Regions from separate parts of the Mus musculus genome. Here regions 2 and 3 are each linked to region 1. Evidence: chromatin contacts called from public promoter capture Hi-C data. All regions are on one chromosome and are shown on one strand. The core of a region is the stretch at or near the end of the contact, and the rest is flanking DNA. Distances in the headings are between cores, read along the strand shown. Region 1 has its middle 37 kb from the start of Gm3716. Region 2 overlaps 0610040J01Rik (RIKEN cDNA 0610040J01 gene). Region 3 has its middle 21 kb from the start of Gm25608.

Region 1 (3,259 bases), core at 448-2,947:
GGCTGGGCTGTCCCCTATCAGTCACTAATTAAGAAAATGCCTTCATCTTAAGAAGGCATTTTCTCCACTGAGTCTCCTAACTCTGATGACTCTAGCTTGTGTTAAGTTGACATGACACTAGCCAGCACACCCCACAGCCTTATCACATCACTTTGGAGAGCAGCAATTCAAAGCACAGATTTTGAGATGATTTAAATAGTTGGAAAACAGTAGACTTTATATTTTAAAGCTCTTTTTAATGTGCATGAATATAATGACTGTATTTTGACGCAGCAGATTACTTCACTACATAATAATCTTCACAAAATAAAGGTTGTTCTGCCTTCTTGTGTGGCAATGTGTTCTCTTTCCCTCTCCTTCTCCCTATTCCTCTTCCTCTCCCTCTCTCTCTCTCTCTCTCTCTCTCTCTCTCTCTCTCTCTCTCTCTCTCTCACACACACACACACACACACACACACACACATATGCACATGCTCATACACCATTCACCGTATCCTTATCTTATGGGTTCAAGCAGATGTCAGTACCATGCCCTTGAAACTATATATGTATATGTATATGTGTGTGTGTGTGTGTGTGGTTACCCAGTGTTGAGTATTTTATTATAGCAAAACAAAACAGATTAATACAAGTAGAAGCTGATAGTGCCTTTAGGAGAACACAGAAACCCAAATCTGTCTCTGATGTTATCTCTTAAACTTTAAGGAAAGGAAAACCAAGGCGATTCACTTATAGTGAGAGTTTCATAAAGAAAACCTTTGCATCAGAGGGGGCTGCTAGGACTTCTAACATCTGCAGCAAAGGGTCACCTGCGCAGATTCCCTGCTGGCCCAAGTCAGTCGAGTGGTTAGCATTAGGTCAATTCGCATCTGTACATTCTGGGTAAGAATTGCATCACACCAATTTCTTTTTTAGCATCTTTGTGTTTTTCATTATAAAAAGGGCTGGGGATGTCACCCAGTCTGTAGACTGCTTGCCTGGCCTGCACAAAATCCTGGGTTCAGTCCCCAGGACTACATAAACAGTGTGTGTGTTGGGGGTGGGGGTGGGGGTGGGAGGTGGCAACTTGAGTCTGTGTATAATTCAAATTAGAAGAAAAGAGAATAAATGAAGTCTACATGTAGCTCCCACACCCAGATGACTATTAGTCTTCAAAATGATAGATTTTCACATATATAATCTTGGTAAGTGATGAGTTCTGTTTCTTTTCTCCATTTGTTTTGCAGGCTTTGTCAGTTTTCAATGAATTCTTTTGTCACAGGTGCCTTCCTCTGGGAGTTATGCGAGTTTTCAAGGCTGCATGAATTCTTAATCCCAGATCCCCTCCTGTCTGCCACCCAAGCCTTTCCCAAACCGATTCGTCCTAAAGTCAGGGTTCCGATGCTCAGAAGAGGCAAACTCAGGCAAACCCGGCTCGTCAGAAAACAGCCATGCCTGCTACAAAAATCTGTTGCCCCCAAACTCGCTAGTGCATTTCATTACCTTTCAACGATCGGTTTAGAATTATTCACCTCGCTGCCCTTAACTATCCACTTGACTGCCTTCATCATTAGCATGGAGGGCGGAACCGAGGCTGGCCTGTATTCTCTTCAGAGCCCCAGTCACTTCTGATTAGTGAATTGCTTAGAAAATGTCCTGAGCTCTAGCCGGCCACTGCCAGTTAGTGTCCTGTCCCGGAGAAGCGCTCATTTGTATTCTGTCTGTGGGTCAGAGTGGAGGCCACGGGTTAGTGAGGTGGGGGGTAGGGCAGCGAGGGCCAGCCAGCCTAATGGTTGCATCTGCCGTCTACCTTCTAGCTCCTCCCTCTCTCTCTCCCTCCCTCCCTCCCTCCCTCCCCCTCCTCCCCTTTCTTCTCCTCTCAGTCTCGCTCAGCTTTCTATTCAACAACAGCGAACAAAGTAAAATAATATAAAAATAAAACCGGAGTGGGGGTGGGGGGCTGCGGGAGGGAGACTCTGAAACTGTGACAATAGCAACCTCCAATCCGGTCACCCTTGCCTTCTTCCACCTCCCATGCCCTCCAGCTACTCAGAACGGTCTCTAACAAAAGACCCCAATTTGACCTCTGGCCGGCTAAAGCCGATTCAAGGCTTGGATTTGAATCTGTTTAAGCTGACTGAGGCTAGCCACAAACTAACCACATTCCATTTAGCAACCTTCAAGTCCGATACATTCATTTTCCTCTGGTTTTTTTTTTTTCTTTCTGTTTGTTTTTTTTTTTCTTTTGTTATGTTGTAGTAGATGGTGACTTTTTAGTATGTTTGTTTTTTGTTTTGTTTTGTTTTTTCTTTGTAAATTGGATCCAAGTCAACTGGTATCTCAGATGTACACATAGGAATTCAAAAGGTGTAATAAACACAACCTCCTAAGTAAGATATCTGACCCCTACCTAACACTACTCCACCACTCTCCAGGGGAACCGTATAATATTTAGGAAAAAAAATACCATAGTATATTCTCTACTACTTGAAAGGAATTCCTGACAAACATTATATTTTCTTAAAAATTATACAGTAAACAGTGTTGCTTTTTAACGGGCTGGCAATATTGTAATTTATTGCTCAAAAAAAAATATGTCCATAAAATAGCTGTTCCAGCACTGGGGGCTCTGTGCTCACTAGCCGGGACACTCAGAGGTTCAGTACTCTCAAAGCAAACAGAGGTTCCTTGTGTGGAAAGAGCCAGTCAGGAAGTGCCTGCTGCTCTCCAGTAAATGTGGACACTCCTGCAGAAGCCAGGCTGTCTAGAGGGTGACAGGAGGGAGCAATGAGGGCAGGAAGCGACAGCTTCACTAGGACGGGACAATAAGTCAGATCTAGCTATCGGCCACTCCCGGGGAGGGAACGGGGTTGGCTATTCTTTTATCTTCTTAGACTTTAGCAAGATTGTTTTTAGGGGATTGAAAGACTGGTCTATTTGGCAACGTACTTGCCTGTGAGGGAGATGTTGCACACCGCTCTGGACTTCTATGAAGCATAGGAAACTGCTCTGTGGCCTTTTGTAGAACAGCTGCCACAAGCCCCACTGGAAAATGACTTTTTTCCCCCAATAGTCCCATTTATAAGCTTTTTATTTGCTATTTAAAGTAAATATTTACAATGCCCCAACTATGTCCTGGGCATTATATTAAGCTAGAAATACCTTGGGATAAAACAAACAAAGTAAACATAGAGGGTTTCCTTCCCCCCATAAACACACACACACACACACACACACACACTCATGCACCCACACACGCATGCATGCACACATGCACGCA
Region 2 (3,259 bases), core at 205-2,704, 800 kb before region 1:
TAACACAGTAAGTATTTCATGTTGGGAAGTCTGGTCATAGCTACACAGAGTTAGTAAGTATGGAAATCAGAGCTCGTGAGTAGCTGTTGTCAGGGAACAGTTCAAAGAGAATTAAAAGTAGATAGGCAACAATACGGAGAGAATTAAAAGCAGAACTGCTACATGACCCAAGAATGCCTTAGAAGGATCTATCCTAAAGAACAGGAATACAGACCTGAGTAGTACAGTTGAACTCCTGTGTTCAGTTCATTCACAATAGCCGAGTGAGGGAACAGCCAGAGTGCTCATCAGTAGACAAACAGATAAGGAAGACATGGTGTGTGCAGCCTGAGAAAGAAGGGGGCCCTGCCATTTGTCATGGCATGGATGGATGCAGAAGACGTTCTAAGTAAAATAAGGAATATCAAAGTTCGTTTGTTTTTTAACATGAGATAGCAGAAACCTCAAAGTCACAGATACATAAAGAGTGGTGAGAACTAGGGGTTAAGGGACTGAGGGGTTGGGGTGACATTTGACTGATATAGCATCATAGTTATACAAGGTATATAAATGCAGAGCTGGAGAGATGGCATAGAGCACACACTGCTCTTCAGGCCTGAGTTTGGTTCCTAGCACCCATGTCTGGCACCTGACAACTCCAGGGATCCAACAACTTCTTCTGACCTTCATGGGTACCTGTACTCACACATGTACAAACATATACACGGGCATATAGGCATATATATAAATAAAAGTGAGATAAACCTTTGTTTTAAAGACAAGTAAATGCATTGTGACTATACTAACAATCTGTGTTGAGCACATAAAGCTTGTTAAGTTAGATCTTATAGGATGTGTTCTTATCACAATGAAATAAATAAAATCCATCTATTAGAAAACCTATTCTTCTCCTGCCCTAGAGTCCTACATATAATAAGCTTATTTTGGTTAAAGGTCAGAAATGTTTGTTTGATGTCATTGTTATGTCTTTGTCCTAGATTTCATGAAATGTGAAGGGGGAAGGAGCTCACCACCTCTGAATACTGAATAATGAATTCCCAAGATAGAAGTTTTATTATTTTTTCAAATGTAGATTGAACACACACACATACACACACACATACACATATACTTGATTTAACTATAAATCATTTCATATAAATGAAAGAGGAATGTGAGAAAAAAACTGCATCCTTGGACGATGTGGGTCACTGTAAGACATGGTCATATGATTTGCAAGAGCGACAGAACAACTTCTTTTGTGTTTGCCACTAACTGGGTGCCAGATTTTTGTCCTGTGAATGAAAGTGTGTCTCTAAGTCAACAGTTGAACTCCTTGGCTTGGCAGCAGCATGAATTATCCTCTGAGTCCTCAGTGCCAATGAAAAATGGCATGCAAAGATGCAAAGGAAAGGGTTAGCGTCAGATCCAACAAACGCAACTTGAAATCACACCCAATGCGATCGCGATACTCAGCACCAGGTGTCCCTTGACCTTTTTGAAATGGACTGGACTGAGTTTGCCATGCGAATTCTCCCCTAGTAGCTGTCAATGACCGAGTTACATAATTTGCAAAAGGATAGCAAAGAGAGAAGGGCATGCCAGGAAGCAACTCAAGGCCCCTGTGAGCAAACTATGCTACCTGACCCACCCAAATCTCAAAGTTTGCAAATAATGGCCTGAACTGGGAAGACCCCTATTTTCGTCTTTAATTCAGAGCTCCTGCCCACCTCCACCCACCCGACTCCAGCATTGGACTTAACAAAGACAGTTCGGCCTTGGTTTTGGTGTGCGCTGGAACTGTGTTGTAGTGTCCTGGCTTGGGCCACGTCTTTAGGAAGTCACAGTGGCTTCCTGAAGTCTCCCACCAGCGTGTGTGGTACTTTCTTTCCATTCAGCTCCCTACCAGATTCTCAGCAGAGCTTAACTCGGGAGACAGGCAATCATTAACTTTCCGGTCAGCACAGCTTACATCACAGGCCAGAGTCTAAGCAGCGTGGAACTTTGGTCTCTTCCTGCATCTCCTCTCATGTGGACAGAGGGCAGCCAGAAATGTAGCCTCACGTGCTTCTCCACAATTCGGAAGATGTTAGGGTTGGACTATGTCTTTAATGGACATTTCAGTTTTAATCACCAAAGTCATTAAGGAATTCTCTCCGTCATGGGAATTCTGTGTGTTTGTGTTCAAACGGACAGGCACATAAACAAACACAAAAATCAGACATGTGGAAGTCAAAGGTCCTGAGGCACTACCTAGTTCAAGTCGATCCATTCATGAGAAAGGAGACTGAACATCCCCAAAGTGATTTCCTAAATATCACAGATTCTACTTTAACAAGACCTGTTCTTATATGTGTTCATATGTGTGCATGTGTGTATGACATGTATGTACACATATGTGTGTGCGTATGTGGAAACCAGAGGACTACCTCTACTGTTATTCTTTGGGCACTGTAGTGGCTATTCCTGGTTGTCAACTTGACAATATTTGGAATGAACTACAATCCGGAATTGGAAGGCTCACCAGTGACCCTTATCTGGAGGCTTGGAGATCCTTATCTGGATCTTGGTTTGAAGATCTTGAGCCATAGTGGCTATGGATTCCAGAAGATTGAATCTCCGAGTTAAGGAACACACCTTTAATCTGGGCTATGCCTTTCATCTGGGATTAAAGGTGTGGTGGAACACACCTTTAATCTGGGCTACACCTTTTGCTGGAGACAATATAAGGACATTGGAAGAAGGGAGTCTAGCTCTTGCTCTTGCTCCTTCGCCTGCTTGCTGCGTGAGACTGAGTAACTGCTAGATCCTTGGACTTCCATTCACAGCTGCGACTGAACAATTGTTGGGAATTGAGCTGCCGACTGTAAGTCATCAATAAATTCCTTTATTATCTAGAGACTATCCATACGTTCTGTGACTCTAGAGAACCCTGACTAATACAGAAGTTGGTACCAGGAGTGGTTCTAGAGTAACAGAAGTACAAGGATGAATCTTTTAAAATACTGGAATTGGCTTGTTGATCCACCAGCACTTTCAAATATTGAAACCTCTCCAGATTCTCTCCCTCCTGGGAGCTCAGAGAATTTTGAAGACCCATGGTTGAAACTATATTCCGAACTTAAAGAAGCTAATGCCCTTGATTTTCTTAATGAATTGGGTGATTCAGTGCACAAAGCTTTCTACAAGATGGGGAAAAAATCGAAAAATGATTTTACTGGCTGGCTGCTCTTAGTATCTGTGGAAAAAATGATGAATGAAAGGAAGGAGTTGTGTGATA
Region 3 (3,259 bases), core at 321-2,820, 620 kb before region 1:
GATTAATGATGATTTGGAAACCTAACAAGCTTGTTAGGAGCCAACTTTCCAACTCTCTGACATTTATCTCCAGATCTTGTTTCCAAGTGAGAGAAAGGAGTATGTACCTTGCAGAAACCATTACTCGCTTCCTACCTAACAAGTATGCCCACTCGAAAAGAACTCTAAAATGAGCATCACTAACGGCACCAACCAAACATCTGGGAAGGAGCACACACCCTGGTACCATATTCTTCCCACTTTGACCTCATCTTTTCCCTGGTTTCCCACATCCTCACAGTGTACCCATGAGCCCCATCTTAATGAAGGGCAGGAGGCATACCTGGGGAACTAAAATTAGAGAGAAAGTACTTATTTCTTTTCTATCTTCTTCCACCAAACCAGAAGATGGTATTCTCAAGATCTGGCCCAATAACTATTTACATCAGAATCTCCTGAGGAGTTTATTATTCATCCCACATCTGTCCCAACAAAATGTCTGGGATAGGCACAAGAATCTACATGTTTAACTTGACTTCAGCCAGATTCTTCCGCCCACCAGGCACAACCTCCTCCTCTGAAGAGCTCCCGTGTTTACCTATAACAATAATTTCTTTGTTTTTTAGACATATGTTCTCCAACGTTTTAACTTTGGAGAGCCATAAATATGCATACGAATGAGCAAATGTTATATCTGTCTGTGAGTTTTCACCTATGAGTTTTGTCTTTACATCATGTTCCTTGGTTCCATTAATTTTTTTTTTTTTTTGAAGTCTTGGGCAGGATTCTTGCTCCCCATTTGAATAGACGAGGTTGGTCGGTTTAGACACGGTTGGTCTGAGGTGATAGCCAATGAGTTTTACTCCTTTAGTATTGGTAAAGAGCGAAGATTTAAACTGAGCCCTTCTCACATAGATGCCAAGGCCCTTTATCCACACCTGGTGATCTTGGGCTATCACAATATGCACGTGTCCAAAGAGCTAAAAGTGCCTTCCTCTGAGTATCTCATTTACTGCTGTAGTATAAACACCTCTCTTACAGTTATCCCTATTTGACCACAAAGAGAATATAACAAGGCTCATGTCTTCACAACCAAGAACACTCACCTCACTAAGTCAAAATCGTGCCGTTGCTGCTGCATGAAACGGGATATAGACTTACAAAGTGTAAAGCAGCCTTTTCGGTCAAGCCAATATAAACTCATTCAAGGATAGATGTATTAGATGACAGGATATTTGAGAATGCAAGCTGAGCATAGGCAAAGGGCAAGGTTCCAGGGTGTGAGAGTCCTTAACGTAGGAGATGGTAAAGCTTTTCCTGATTGGGCTTTCACAGAGCTGGAAGCACCCGGATGCTCTCAGGCGATGGTCTACAGCACCCACTTGTAGTTCGAAACTGCGCCTTTAAGTACAAATCATTACTAATTTGTTTTAAACATGTTTACATCCAAGTTGAGAGGCTAATGTTTTGGGTTAGGCTTTCAAAACTTGTTTTATAGAAGCGTTTCTGAGAGATGGCTCCCCCACTGCCAAAGAAACTGCACAGGAAGTTGCAGACAGATGGCAGCGACAGGAGCTCTGGGGAGCACAGAACGATATTCCATATGGCACACCGTGCGAGGCTTATGAAAGTGCTTCTGACATCCAGAAACGGATTAGCCAGCAGTCGCAGAGAAACGAAACCTCCTTTGGTGACCTTCACCGCAGGCCAGGAGTTCATTCCACATAGCACCCAATACAGCTGGACAAGTTCAAGGAAAATGGGCAGAAAAAATCCTCAAAGTTAAAGAAAAATGAACTGAAAAGCCAAGCAACCAACTGCAGAGCCTTAACAGTGATTGTAGCTTCATCTCTGAGTCAACCACCCCTTGGAGAGGTGTGTGGCCTCTATAGGAAGACAGTTGGAAGTTTAACATGAGAACATTGTAACCAGGGATCAGAGAGTGGGTAACCTCAGGGCAGATAAGGCCCACTGCTGAGAGCCCAAGAATAGATACTACATTTTCAATGGATAGAAAAGTGTCAAAAGAAGAAAAAGATTTCACAACACTTAATGTGTTACAAAATTCAAAGTTTGGTAGGGAACTTCCAAGAGAATCCCAAAATAGCTGGTAAGGCCTGTTCATTTGTTTCTGTTTGTCTGCAGTGGTGTCCCCGAGGCAATGGCAGAGTTGAATAATTGTGACAAAGACAGCCTGATGTGCGCACCTAAAGGATTTATTGTCTGTCATTTATAGAAAAGCTTTGCTGGCCCTTGTTCCAGCTTCAGTGATTTAAAAATGAGACCCAGAGGCCTGCCCCACTAAGCCTGTCCTAGCTAGCTGTCTAGGGCTGTTTCAGAGACTATGACCACAATTGACTTGCGGAAGAAAGGGTTTATTTGCCTTGCATGTCATGATCATAGGCTGTCATTGAAGGATGCCAATGCAGGAACTCAAGCAGGGCAAGAACCTAGAGGAGAGAACTGAGTCAGAGGTGGAGACAATGCTCTTTCAGCTTGCTTGTTTTTGTTGTTGTCATTTGTTTTGTTCTTGTTTTATATACAATACATATGCATATATAACACATATGATATATGTACATGTGTATATAATACATATGTATATTCCTGTGTGGTTTCTTTGGCAGTACATACACACACACACACACACACACACTCAACTGAGGTTCAGTGTTCCTAGATGCCCCAAGCTTGTGTCAAATGAATCAAAAACAACAACAACCACAACCACAAAAAGCCACCACAACAACTACAGAGGGTTTTCCAGAAAAATAACTTCTTTAGCACTAAAGACTACGCACTCATAGCAAGAACTCATTCTGACTTGAGTTTCTTAGCCTGTATGGTTGCCCTGACATTTGTGTGACTATCTTCTGCATGGCACTATAGCTTTTGCCAGGGCAGAGAGTCCCATGAGTTTGCTGTGGTCACGTCTGTGCCCACACCAACACCCTGATGCTCGTATGTCTTTGTAGAGATGACCATTCACATCCTCCTGACTCCCTCTTAGTCTCTCACTCAGTGCTTCTCCAGCATGGCTCCACCCACTGCACTTCCGGCCTGAACCAAGCCTAGATGCTGACTTCCTGTGGGTGGGTAGGAGCACAGATGTGGTAACTGGAGAGCGATCTCCACCAATGAGAAACGAGAGACCAGGGGTGAAGCAGGTACGCTCTGACCTTTTCCCTCCGCCATAAACTTCTTGAAGATGACCCAGAGCCACCCACCCTTCTGAATAAAATGCTGAGCCCGTTGCAACCTTCAGACTCACTTAGCCCCA

Evidence for each region. Promoter capture Hi-C pulls out the DNA fragments that hold promoters and counts their contacts.
Region 2: a promoter capture Hi-C map of liver shows a contact between it and region 1, with 4 times the contacts expected there. The contact joins two enhancer-like sites. A contact is called at or near these places in 4 of 39 promoter capture datasets (liver, pre-B cells and stem cell-derived epiblast-like cells).
Region 3: a promoter capture Hi-C map of hippocampal neurons shows a contact between it and region 1, with 2.1 times the contacts expected there. The contact joins two enhancer-like sites. A contact is called at or near these places in 2 of 39 promoter capture datasets (hippocampal neurons and stem cell-derived epiblast-like cells).

The regions. Positions count from the first base shown.
Region 1 is chr5:64,645,919-64,649,177 of GRCm38.p6, forward strand. No RefSeq gene overlaps it. Among named protein-coding and RNA genes, the nearest start is that of Gm3716, 37 kb to the left of the region's middle. Within about 2 kb of position 1,698, at least 134 of the 459 cell types and tissues checked have an H3K27ac peak or open chromatin away from gene starts, as enhancers often do. A contact at or near this core is called in hippocampal neurons and liver, where this site is marked.
Region 2 is chr5:63,845,792-63,849,050 of GRCm38.p6, forward strand. The region is part of intron 1 of 0610040J01Rik (RIKEN cDNA 0610040J01 gene); the gene reads left to right. Among named protein-coding and RNA genes, the nearest start is that of 0610040J01Rik, 35 kb to the left of the region's middle. Within about 2 kb of position 1,455, at least 25 of the 459 cell types and tissues checked have an H3K27ac peak or open chromatin away from gene starts, as enhancers often do. A contact at or near this core is called in liver, where this site is marked.
Region 3 is chr5:64,021,586-64,024,844 of GRCm38.p6, forward strand. No RefSeq gene overlaps it. Among named protein-coding and RNA genes, the nearest start is that of Gm25608, 21 kb to the left of the region's middle. Within about 2 kb of position 1,571, at least 32 of the 459 cell types and tissues checked have an H3K27ac peak or open chromatin away from gene starts, as enhancers often do. A contact at or near this core is called in hippocampal neurons, where this site is marked.